Regions from separate parts of the Mus musculus genome. Here region 2 is linked to region 1. Evidence: chromatin contacts called from public Hi-C data. All regions are on one chromosome and are shown on one strand. Each heading gives the region's core, a stretch centred on a gene start, on an enhancer-like site or on the middle of the called end of the contact. The rest is flanking DNA. Distances are from core to core; before and after follow the strand shown.

Region 1 (5,344 bases), core at 2,132-4,631:
GGAAGCCATGGTAACTCTCAGGTCCCCTCTTCCTCCATGTATATATCCAAGGAGATGCAAGCAGATTCACTGAGAAAGACATCCTGCAAACTAAAAATGTAGCCCCAGACCACCACCTCCCCCATACACACACCTCCCAGTTAACCAAAGTGAATCCCTTCCTAAAAAGTGTATGTTAGATAGGAAATGTTCTGATGGCAGGGACTCAATTTGACATTTTCAAATAAGAAAAGTAACAACACATTTCAGAGCCACACTGAATGGACTGGGTATTGACTAGTTTTAAAACAGTTTAGCTGGTTGAAAAAAAGGATAATTAAAATTTTTGAGATTCAGCAATATCTTGTACATATTTAAACTTCTGTACACACAGAGGGAAAAACAACTTAAACAAGTGTGGGTGTACTTGCTCATGTCTGGAATCTCAGCATTCTGGAGACAGAGGCAGGAGCACGACAAATTTGAGGTTATTTTGGTCTACATAATGAGTCCTAGGACAGCCAGGGCTCTATAGTGAGGTTCTATCTAAAAAGACGAAAACAAGATGAAACAAGATGCTAACATTGGCCATAATAACATGGGATAGGTTTTGTGATAAATGTTCCTCAAAGCCTCATGTCAGAAAGGCTTTGTCTTCAGCCTGTGCTGCTATATGGAAAGGTGGTGGAGCCTTTATGTGGCCTAAAGGCCTAGAGGAAGGTAGCTACATCCTGAAATCTTTCCCTTGAAGGGGCGATCAGCACCTTGGTTCCTCTCTGTTGTTTTGATATGCTTTGTAGCTGCCTCAAGCTGCACAGGCTCCTCTCCCACAAGCTTCCTCCCACTCTGAACTCTTTACCAAAGGCCCAGGCAACAGGGACAAGTGACAATAGACTCAATGACAAAACAGTGATCTGTCAAAGTAAAACGTGTCCTTACTAAGTTCGTTTGGGATATTTTGTTACAGCGATGTAAGGCAGACTGACTATATAAGGATGATTATCAGTCTAGCCATCACAAGGAAGTGATGGATATTTTTATTTCCCTGTTTCAACGCGTCTGATGCCACTTGGGCTCACTTAATTGTGTCGATCTGTCCTAGGTTTAGAAACTGCTATCATTGAACTAACCAGTACCCCTGAGCTCTTGACTCTAGCTGCATATGTATCAAAAGATGGCCTAGTCGGCCATCACTGGAAAGAGAGGCCCATTGGACACGCAGACTTTGTGTGCCCCGGTACAGGGGAACGCCAGGGCCAAAGGGGGGGAGTGGGTGGGTAGGGGAGTGGGGGTGGGTGGGTAAGGGGGACTTTTGGTATAGCATTGGAAATGTAAATGAGCTAAATACCTAATAAAAAAAAAAAGAAAAAAAAAAAAAAAAAGAAACTGCTATCATGTCAGGATGTAGGGACAGCGACAAAAAAGCATGCGTACTATGTTCTAACAGCAGCCACCCGAGGTCCTCCGCCACCAGGTAAAGCATGAAGACTCACTGTGGATAGCACCTGCTTATCTTCCTGCAGCCTGTGCATGCTTACTGGTTTTCATGCGTCCATCTTTCCCACAGATTAGCAGTTTGCATAGGAAATGCTGTATAAATGATTTTTTTCTTAAACAAAATATCTAAAAATATTTGGAATTGAGAGTCCAGCTAGAGAAGATTCCAGGAAAAGATTCCAGGATGAAGCTCAATGTGGCCGAGGTCGTTTTCTGTGGGATTGTCCTGAAGTCAGAAACCACAGGCTTCAAAGGTCTCCAGACCCAACTGCAGTGAGGACTGCATAACACAAAGAGGATTTCCAGTGGACTGGGAGAGAGAGAAACAGGAACTAGCACTTGATTCCCTGGAAGTGGCTCTTTCCTTCTTTTTCTTCAGATCAAATTATTGATGTGTGTCGAAGGACTGCTTCGGTAACGAAATATCATTTAAGGGATAGTGGATTATCTCTTATAAACTGATATACAAAACACTGTTCTACACACCCAGTAGCACTGGTTAATTAATTCTCTCAGGGGCTTTAATCAGGCTTTTTTTTTTTTTTTATTGTTGTTGTTTTTTGTTTGTCCAAGGAGAACTAAGGAACATATTAAGTGGAATGTACTGATGAGAGAAATGACATCATTTTCACTTGAAATTCAAGGAATTGTCACAGAATGTCCATGGTAAAGTAGCATCAACCTTGGCCTTACCCTTTAACTTCAAGGCTTCTAATACCTTTGAATCTGCGGTCACGTCGCTCACCAGCTTGACTTCGATGTTTTGCGACGTCAGCTGGAGCAACTTCTCAAAGAGACGTTGACCCTGGGAAAAATATTCAGAGACAAAGGAAGAGAGAAACCTAAATGTTTGCCATTTGGAGTTGGTATAAATAAGCTTTTTAAACTTTATGTATTCGGTTTGTAAAAGGCAAGTGCTTCCATGACAGATATTCACAGATGTGTGAAATTCCCTGGGTTTCACGACTAGAATAGAAACACAAACGTAGAAGGCACTCTTGTTTTCGAGCCCTGTGCAATCCAGCAATGTGCAAGAATTTTGATAACACAATACAAATTTACTTCCCTTTTGCTTTTAAAGAGACAGTGAAAAATATTCAGTCATTGCATTTGGCACGGAAGACCAAGTGTTCTTCTCATTTACAAATTGTGCTTTGTAATCTCACAGATCTCTGGCTCCTTCCTTTGTAAATACAGACTATACTTAACTTTGAAAGGTTTCTATAATGTCAACAGGAATCCTTGAAACTACTGTGGGCATTTACAATTTACTTCGTCTCATTTAAAACCTATTTTAGAGAACAGAACAAATGTTCTGTATAAAAATAAGTAGAAATGTAAAATGCAGGCTTTGCTTACAAGCATGTAATCTTGATAAGATTTATTTCCGGTAGACTGAGTGATGTGGACCCAGGTATGATTTTATCTCCAGGTCTGAGACTGCAATATTATAGTATTTGTTTCCCCTCTATGTTTAGATAGACAGTTCTTATCTTAAATAGGAACTGGTCTATTGTTACTGACGTTCCATGTTTGTATGGACCTCAAACACAAATACCTTCAGAAGAGCCAGCCAGATAATAAGGCTTAGGTCTTAATGGGCCCCAAGTGCACCATTAAGCTTATCTTGATAAAAATCTGTGGTTGGTAATGATTATTTTTAAAGGATTTGGTGACTGGGAGGAGTTGATGAAGCAAATGAAGATGCAAATGAGGATTCAAATGAGCATGCAAACGAGCATGCAAATGAGGATTCAAATGAGGATCTAAGCAGTGGTTCCTGAAAAACCTCCTGGTGGAGAAGAAAGATCAAAGATTAAAAGTCTAATACTCCAAGGAGCTGGTGTGACAGCTGACAGCAAAAAAAAGGTGTCTGGCACAGTCACCCAGCAGTGTGCTCTAGCCCAGAGCTGGCCAGCAGCCAAAGTTTCATATCCTGTGGGTACTGGAGGACACCCTCTGCCTTGCAGCCTGTTAGTAGAGGTTAAGGTTGTGACACTTACCCCAGACTCTCAAAGTTCTCAGTATCCCAGAGCCTAGGGTAACTTCACCCTTAACAAACAGTGTATGTGTAGGGGTGTAATTAACAGATTCAAACACCTTTTAGTAAAGGCCTAATGAGAAAGTTGGGGAGGGAGACCCCTGGCTCCTTGTTTGCTGTCTTGGTATGTGAGCTTTTTTCCCCCTTATAATTTATTGTGTGTGTGTGTGTGTGTGTGTGTGTGTTTCTTTGTGTTTGTCTGTGTGAGTGTGAGCCAATGTGTTCCATGTATGCAGAGGTTGGTGGAGTCCAGACACAGATACCAGATGCCCTGGAGCTGGAACTACAGGTGGTTGTGGGCTGTGGGACATGTGTGCTGGGAACTGAACATGTGTCCTCTGGAAGAGCACAAGTGGTCTTAATCACTGAGCCCCCTCTCCATCCCCCACTTGGAGTGTGAATTTTAAGTGAGGGCATAGGGAGATGAGGCTTCATACACAATACATGAGGCTGAACCCACATTGTGAGGCCTATAGCTTTTTCTGTTCTACATAAGCAACTCTTCCTGGTCAACTTTGGCCCTATGCTGTGCCTGCCACATACTGATGAAGGGTAGGTTCTGTCTGCATGGGGCAGATTGCTATCCCACCCCTCAGCCTGGTCAATATTTATTCACACAAATTGGTTGCAGTTTCCTTTTTCACACACACAAAAATACCTTTTTGTGCTTGGCAATATCCCGTAGATAGTATTTTTAAAGTTCCTTTATTTTTTAAATTTTAGTTAACAAAACATATTTGGCACAAATAAAATATAAGCTACCACCTGTACTGTCTTCATTCATGGCTCTATACCTTGAGCTTACTCCCCTTGCATTCTTTTGTGCAATTTAAAACAAAGACCAGAACTGGGAGTAACTCCTATTCTGGGAGTTAGGGTCCTGGGATTAACAAAAGGGAGAAAAGTGAGCTGAATATTAGCATTCATCTTTCTCTGCTTCCTGATGTGGATGCTACCAACATGAGCAGCTGGCTCAGTTTCCTGCCACTGTGACATCCCTGTTGTCATGTACCATATCCTGGAGCTATGAGCCAAAATGAACCCTTTCTTAATTTAATTTTGTTGGGGTATTTTGTCACAGCCAACAGAAAAGTAGCTAAGACAGATTCTCCAGGAAGAAAAGAGACTTGATGTGGCTGGATGAGTAAGGCCTTTATACATCTTAACATAGACAGTAAAAATGAGGCTGGAGCCCTTAGACAAGGAAGACATTTAGGGCAAAATGATCAGAGGAAGTGTGTGGTCAGGTTGGGTAGCCTTGCTATGCCTACAGGAGATGAGTCACTCAGATGCTAGGAGTTGTCTTCAGGGTTAGCTCTCTTGCCAGTGATATATGGAAGAACATTTCCTTTATAAATGAAATTATCCTTCACAAAAAATAGGGAAATGCACTGTTTTATCTCTAGGCAGAGGTGTGTATGCATATGTGAGTGTTCATGTTTGCATATATGTACACACATGCATGTGTGTGGAGTTCAGAGGACAACCTCAGGTGTTGCTTCTTAGGTGTCTTCAAACTTTTGTTTAAAGTGTTGCTCATGGGACGGGAACTTCCGGAAGTATATAAGGCTAGCTGGTCAGCATACTTCAGGGCACTAGTAATATAACTCCATCTTACTAGTGCTGGTATTACAGGCATGTGCTACCATGTCCAGCTTTTATATGGGTTTTGGGAATCGAACTTGCATTCTTGTGGTGATTTCAACAGGAATGGTCACCATAGACTCATGTGTTTGAATGCTTGGCCCAAGGGAGAGGCACTATTAGCAGGTGTGGCCTTGTTGGAGGAAGTGTGTCATTGTGGGGTTTGGCTTTCAGGTCTCCTAT
Region 2 (5,344 bases), core at 959-3,458, 610 kb after region 1:
TAATTCCTGACAAAGAAGATGGCTTCTGTACTTTTTGCATATACTCCTTTTAGCTAAAGATCAACCAATTATAAACATCAATATTGAGCCAGAAGTCTTTGCCATTCACCTGAGCCTGGCCACTCCTATGAGTCTGAGGCATTGGTATCTTTGGCGTGACCATGTTCATGTCATGAATGCTCATCCATCCACAGTTTAGGAGCTAAATGTGTGTGTGTGTGTGTGTGTGCGTGTGTGTGTGTGCGCGCACACACACACATGCACACACAGAGTCAGACAGATAAATAGAAATGCATGCACCCCAACAGATGACAAGAATATGGGAATTTTATTCTTACAACCCCAGGAACTGAATCTCCCAAAGCAGTGGACTTGAGGGGAGACATGGGGCAACAGTGACTTCTACTTGATTTTTAGCCCTGTGAGATTCCCAGGCAGAGAATCCAGCCATGCAGTCCCCAAATTTCTGAACTATAAAAAAAAAAAAAAAAAAAAAAAAAAAAAAAAAACTTCAGAAGAACAAAGCAGTGTTTGAAGTCACCAAGTTTATGGTAGTTGCTTATCCCCAGGAAGAAATGAATAATCATACACACTGATGGGTTTTCTAGGATAGTATTGGGCTTATTCTTAGAAAGAGTGAAAGCGAACTAACCAGTACCCCGGAGCTCTTGACTCTAGCTGCATATGTATCAAAAGATGGCCTAGTCGGCCATCACTGGAAAGAGAGGCCCATTGGACACGCAAACTTTATATACCCCAGTGCAGGGGAACGCCAGGGCCAAAAAATGGGAATGGGTGGGTAGGGAAGTGGGGGGGAGGGTATGGGGGACTTTTGGGATAGCATTGGAAATGTATTTGAAGAAAATATGTAATAAAAATAAATTAAAAAAAAAGAAAGAGTGAAAGCTTTGCACTTAATGTTCCTGCATGTCTGTCTGTCTGTGTCAGCAGCTAGACAGGCTTGCAAATACAGACAGCTACACCTAAGCAAGGCTGTGCTTGCTCTGTTTTACCGTCCCAAAGAGGAGAGACATCAGTGGAATCAGAGGTTGTCAGAGGTCACACCCCTGACAAACAGGAGAACAGTGAGCGGAGCTGTGGTGATGCTACAGTATCAGCTTCCACAGCATGGAGAGTAGAGCTGTCTGGGAGGAACCAGTCAGAAGCAGGAATCATATCTCAGAGAATGTTCAGGCCATAGTGATGATAACAAAGTTGTAAAGACCAAGGTAATAGATTAATATTTTCAGAAAGGTAGAAGCTGGTGGAATTGTGTGAAAGGCTTCATGTTCAATCCAAGGTCTGGACATCATTCTTTCTATGCTGTAGAACGCCATGGAAGAGTCACACTGAAGTGGCCTTCTCGGAAGCAGATTTGAGAAGGCTGGTCAGAGAGCATGGGTATGCATATTTTCATAACTGTATAGATTCCTTATAGCATGTACATAAGGCTTTATTGACTCTCAAAGGTACATGTGCTACCTCTGCCCCTAAAACCCCACTATCCATGTGTTAGTTAGTGCACCATTATTGGTTTATCTGTATTACCTGAATTTCTGTGCCAGTCATGTCTTGCCACCAGCAGTCCACGGGCATACACCCCAACTCTGACTGAGACAGAGAAGGACCCTCTTTTCCTCCGGACCCCTGGATAAGCATTAAGCACTATCCAAATCACTGTTAGTGTTAATGCTAAGTTCTTTAAAGTTATACTATAAAGATTCCTGTGTCCATTTTCTTGAACATAAGTAGAGATAGGTGAGAACGAAGCAAGTCAATCCCCTAATTAGTAGCTGTTACACTCCCCACGCTCCTCCAAGAAGCCTTGAGCAAAAAGATTGTCACTCAAGCAGCTGGCCAGCCAATCTCTGTAGAAACACAACCGGGTGGGGCTTTCTACAGACCCGTTTTGAAAACTGCGGTATTGAAGCAGCTTGCCCCAGCTTCAGAAGGTACAGTCTAAGCCAGGGCTACTTAAAAACAATTCGCACCAGCCTCCTTGTAGTTACCACCAGCTTCTGAGAACTCTAGACCTTGGAACTCTTTTTACCTATGCCTGGACAAGGAGCACTTCCCTTGTTGCCCAGCAGAAGGATTGCTGAGAAAAGCAGTAATTGGTCCAAATGTAAACATCTGTGACTATGATTGGTGTTCAAGAGGCAAGGCAGTGATTGGACCAGACAGCTCTTGTCTGCCTGCAAGCAGGATACTCAGTGAGTCACGTGGGAAGCGCACTCCTGAGCTGCCTCTCTGGGTGTGGCAACATGAAGCCCCATAAGGCTTGCTCCAGGGATCTCTTGGTTTCTTTCAGTGCTGTGAACTCAATTAGTAACACAGAAAAGAAGCAACAGAGATACAGCGTGGAGGTGACGGCAGAGTCAAAGGAGCAGCAGTTGGCAGTGACAGCTGAGCAGTTGGCAGGCCAAACTGTGAACGTGGCCAGATAGTCGGCGGCTTCACAGTTGAAGAGGAAGTTAGCCGAACAGCTTGAGAACAGCCTTGGAAGGAGAAAGGTTCGGGGAAGTAGAGAGATGTAAAGAAAAGGCTGAAGAGCTGACGGCAAAGAGGCTTCAAGAGTTTTCAGAATTCCCGGGGGATGTCAAGTGTCGAGGGCCACAGGTCTTAGGGACAAGAGCCTTCATGTCACCAGTGTTAAGAAAGGCAACGCTCTCCTAAGCCAGACCAAGAGCTAACATTGACTTCTGTCAATGGCTGGGGAACCCCAGTACCTAGGCCACCCAGCCAAGAGTTGAGGAATCTCCACTTTCAACTAAGACGCATGAGCTATGACACGCATAGGGCTCTCGTAGCTGAAGCCTACACAAGAATGCTACTAACAGACACAAACCTCTGCTGTCCGCACCTGTCCATTGCCACCTTCATTCACTGCTGCCAAACACCAAGAAACACAAACAGGGCCAAAGCCCACCACCCAAGGAGCTTCTTCCAACCTACCTGGAAAAAGCAAAAAGGGCCCCAGTCATTTACCTTGTGACCCAGCTAGCTCTTCCCTCCTCGCTCTCTCCTGCTCAGCCTTTATGATCCCTGCCTGCTTGTTTATTTGTTCATTTGTTTCTTTGAGTCAGGGTCTCATTGTATGGCTCTTGATCTCTGGCCCACTCACTTCTGCCTCTAAAGAGCCACTGTGCCAGTTAAAGCAGGTAAGCAGCTCAGGTTTGCTTGCCCAGCCCTAGCTGAGCAGGAGCTCTACCCCTTAGCTGCCCTCCAGCTCTGCCCCCTGCTTTAGTGATAAGGGGGCATTTCCTTAGCACTTAATAGATAAGAACACCCACTTTTTCTCAGCAAGAAGTTATGCTATTAAATATACATAGTAACCCCGATATGAGCTGGGGCTGCTCTTTTGCATTTGTGCCATTTGTCTCATGCCACCCTGTCGACAATGACAGCAGCCCAGGTCTCAGTCACTGCCTCGGGAATGAACCAGTGTGGAGTTGTTCAGCTGCCAGCAGCATGGCTGCCTCCAGCGGCTTTGTCTGTCACAAGCTCCAGTGCCAAAGTCCTTGGAAGAAGAGAACCGCAGATGTGTCTGTGACATCTTCCCTGCTCTCCAGGCCAGAGGAACGGGTTGTTTGGTGGTGGTGTTGCAAGGCAATAAATAGGAAGGCTATAACTTCCATACTGTTTTACTGTCATGAAGGAGTTTTCTTTCTTGAGTCTGTTCGTGTGTGTGTGTGTGTGTGTGTGTGTGTGTGTGTCCCCTTCTCCCAGAGAACAAGAACTTTGTCTATTGTTGTAACTCAGGAACCTATGCAATGCCCTAAATATGTGTTTGAGAAATGAGAAAGGAGGGAGAGAAGACAGAAGGGAGGGAAGGGGGTCCGGGGAAAAGGGAGGAAGAAAGGGAAAGGAGTCACAGACTAATGAGTTATTTAAAATAAGACAACTTGAGTTTAAATCTTTTTATAGTAATTATAGCTGGGCGAAATTATGGATGAAGGCTCCGGCATGGTGGCACAGGCCTTTAATCCCAGCAGTATGGAGGCAGAGGCAGGCCGATCTCTGTGAGTTCAAGGCCAGCCTGGTCCTCAGAGTGAGTTCCAGGCCAGCCAGGGGTTCATGTTCATATCCTATGTCAAAACAGACAAGGGATGGGTTACTTATTTTCCTGGAGTGTCTTCCTCACAGAATCAATGGCTGAGGTGACAAAAAGCAATCACAGGTGGAAAGCTAGCAGTTCTTCTGGGCAACTAAAACGTTGATCCTCATTAATTATTTCCACACTTCTGACTATTGTACTAAGTGGCATTCTAGATCTGGAGACATGAATATTGAGCAACCATTGGCACATCCTAAGTGAGGATGCTCCCAGGTTGCCTGAGCACTGTCCCGCTGTTCCCCACGCATTGATACCACCACTCTTCTTTGTTTGCCAAGTTCAGAGCACGTGATACTCTTTTCTCCCTCCTTTCATCGACCATACTTTGGTTCTCTGACTAGAGTTCCACTGTTTCTTATGGCACACATGACCTCATGTGTCCTCCATGGGGAATTCTCAGTACTTGAGAATGAACCTCAAGCCAGCCTAGCCTGGTTTGTCCCTCCTCACTTCTGATCATGACTCATCAATTCTTAGACTTTCCCCCCCCTGGGGCCTTTGGTTAAATTGTCAAAGTGTAATTTTCAAAAGGTAACAACAATCCTCCTCCCAGCATTGTGAAGATTTATTGACTTCATCGGAGAGAGGACCATAAGATGAGAATGCTATAGCAAGAACAATTTGGAGGGCAAAGATTTCAACAGTCCATCAGGAGCAGCTGAAACGTATGCTAATTTACAGATCGCACTGGTTAATGTGCTGGGAGGCAATAGGATCTTTTTGCAAGGAGAGCCATTAGCATCTTTGCCAGACAAAAATTACCATGTAACCTCACAGAGTCTGGACCATAATCGATAGCAAATAGTAAACCGGAGACTATTTCCCTAGAGAATTAAAGATCTCTGGGGCTGGTAGGCAACGTTCCAGAATGTTCTAGAATGGCATTGGGAACACATGCAGTTTGGGATTTCTTTCTTTCTTTTTCAAACATTCTCCTGAGGCCCCAGGTTGGCCTGAGATTTACTATGTAGCTGAGGATGAGTTTGAACCTCTGCCCCTCCTCACTCATTACCTCCTGAGTGCAGAGACTTTAGGCATGTACCACCATGTCTGTTTCAAGCAGAGCTGGACATGAAACCTAGTCCTGTGTCCATGTTAGGCAAGCACTCTACCAACTGAGCTACACCCCCAGGTTCAACATCTAGCCTTACTTTCCATAATAGAGTTGTTCCCGGAAGTCCAGTAAAGGTTGCTACAATATGTGAAAGTACTGTTGTACAGGACAGG

Evidence for each region. A called contact is a pair of places that touch in the nucleus more often than the background predicts.
Region 2: a Hi-C map of cerebellum shows a contact between it and region 1, with 2.3 times the contacts expected there. The contact joins two enhancer-like sites. A contact is called at or near these places in 3 of 484 Hi-C or Micro-C datasets (cerebellar granule neurons, cerebellum and cerebral cortex) and 1 of 115 datasets of contacts at active chromatin or transcription factors (a beta-TC-6 cell line).

Annotation. Positions count from the first base shown.
Region 1 is chr1:176,072,245-176,077,588 of GRCm38.p6, forward strand. It overlaps Pld5 (phospholipase D family, member 5), which reads right to left. Exons shown (of 10, transcript NM_176916.4): 4 at 2,170-2,281. Among named protein-coding and RNA genes, the nearest start is that of Gm46173, 130 kb to the right of the region's middle. Within about 2 kb of position 3,382, at least 30 of the 459 cell types and tissues checked have an H3K27ac peak or open chromatin away from gene starts, as enhancers often do. A contact at or near this core is called in cerebellum, where this site is marked.
Region 2 is chr1:176,679,868-176,685,211 of GRCm38.p6, forward strand. No RefSeq gene overlaps it. Among named protein-coding and RNA genes, the nearest start is that of Gm26104, 18 kb to the right of the region's middle. Within about 2 kb of position 2,209, at least 8 of the 459 cell types and tissues checked have an H3K27ac peak or open chromatin away from gene starts, as enhancers often do. A contact at or near this core is called in cerebellum, where this site is marked.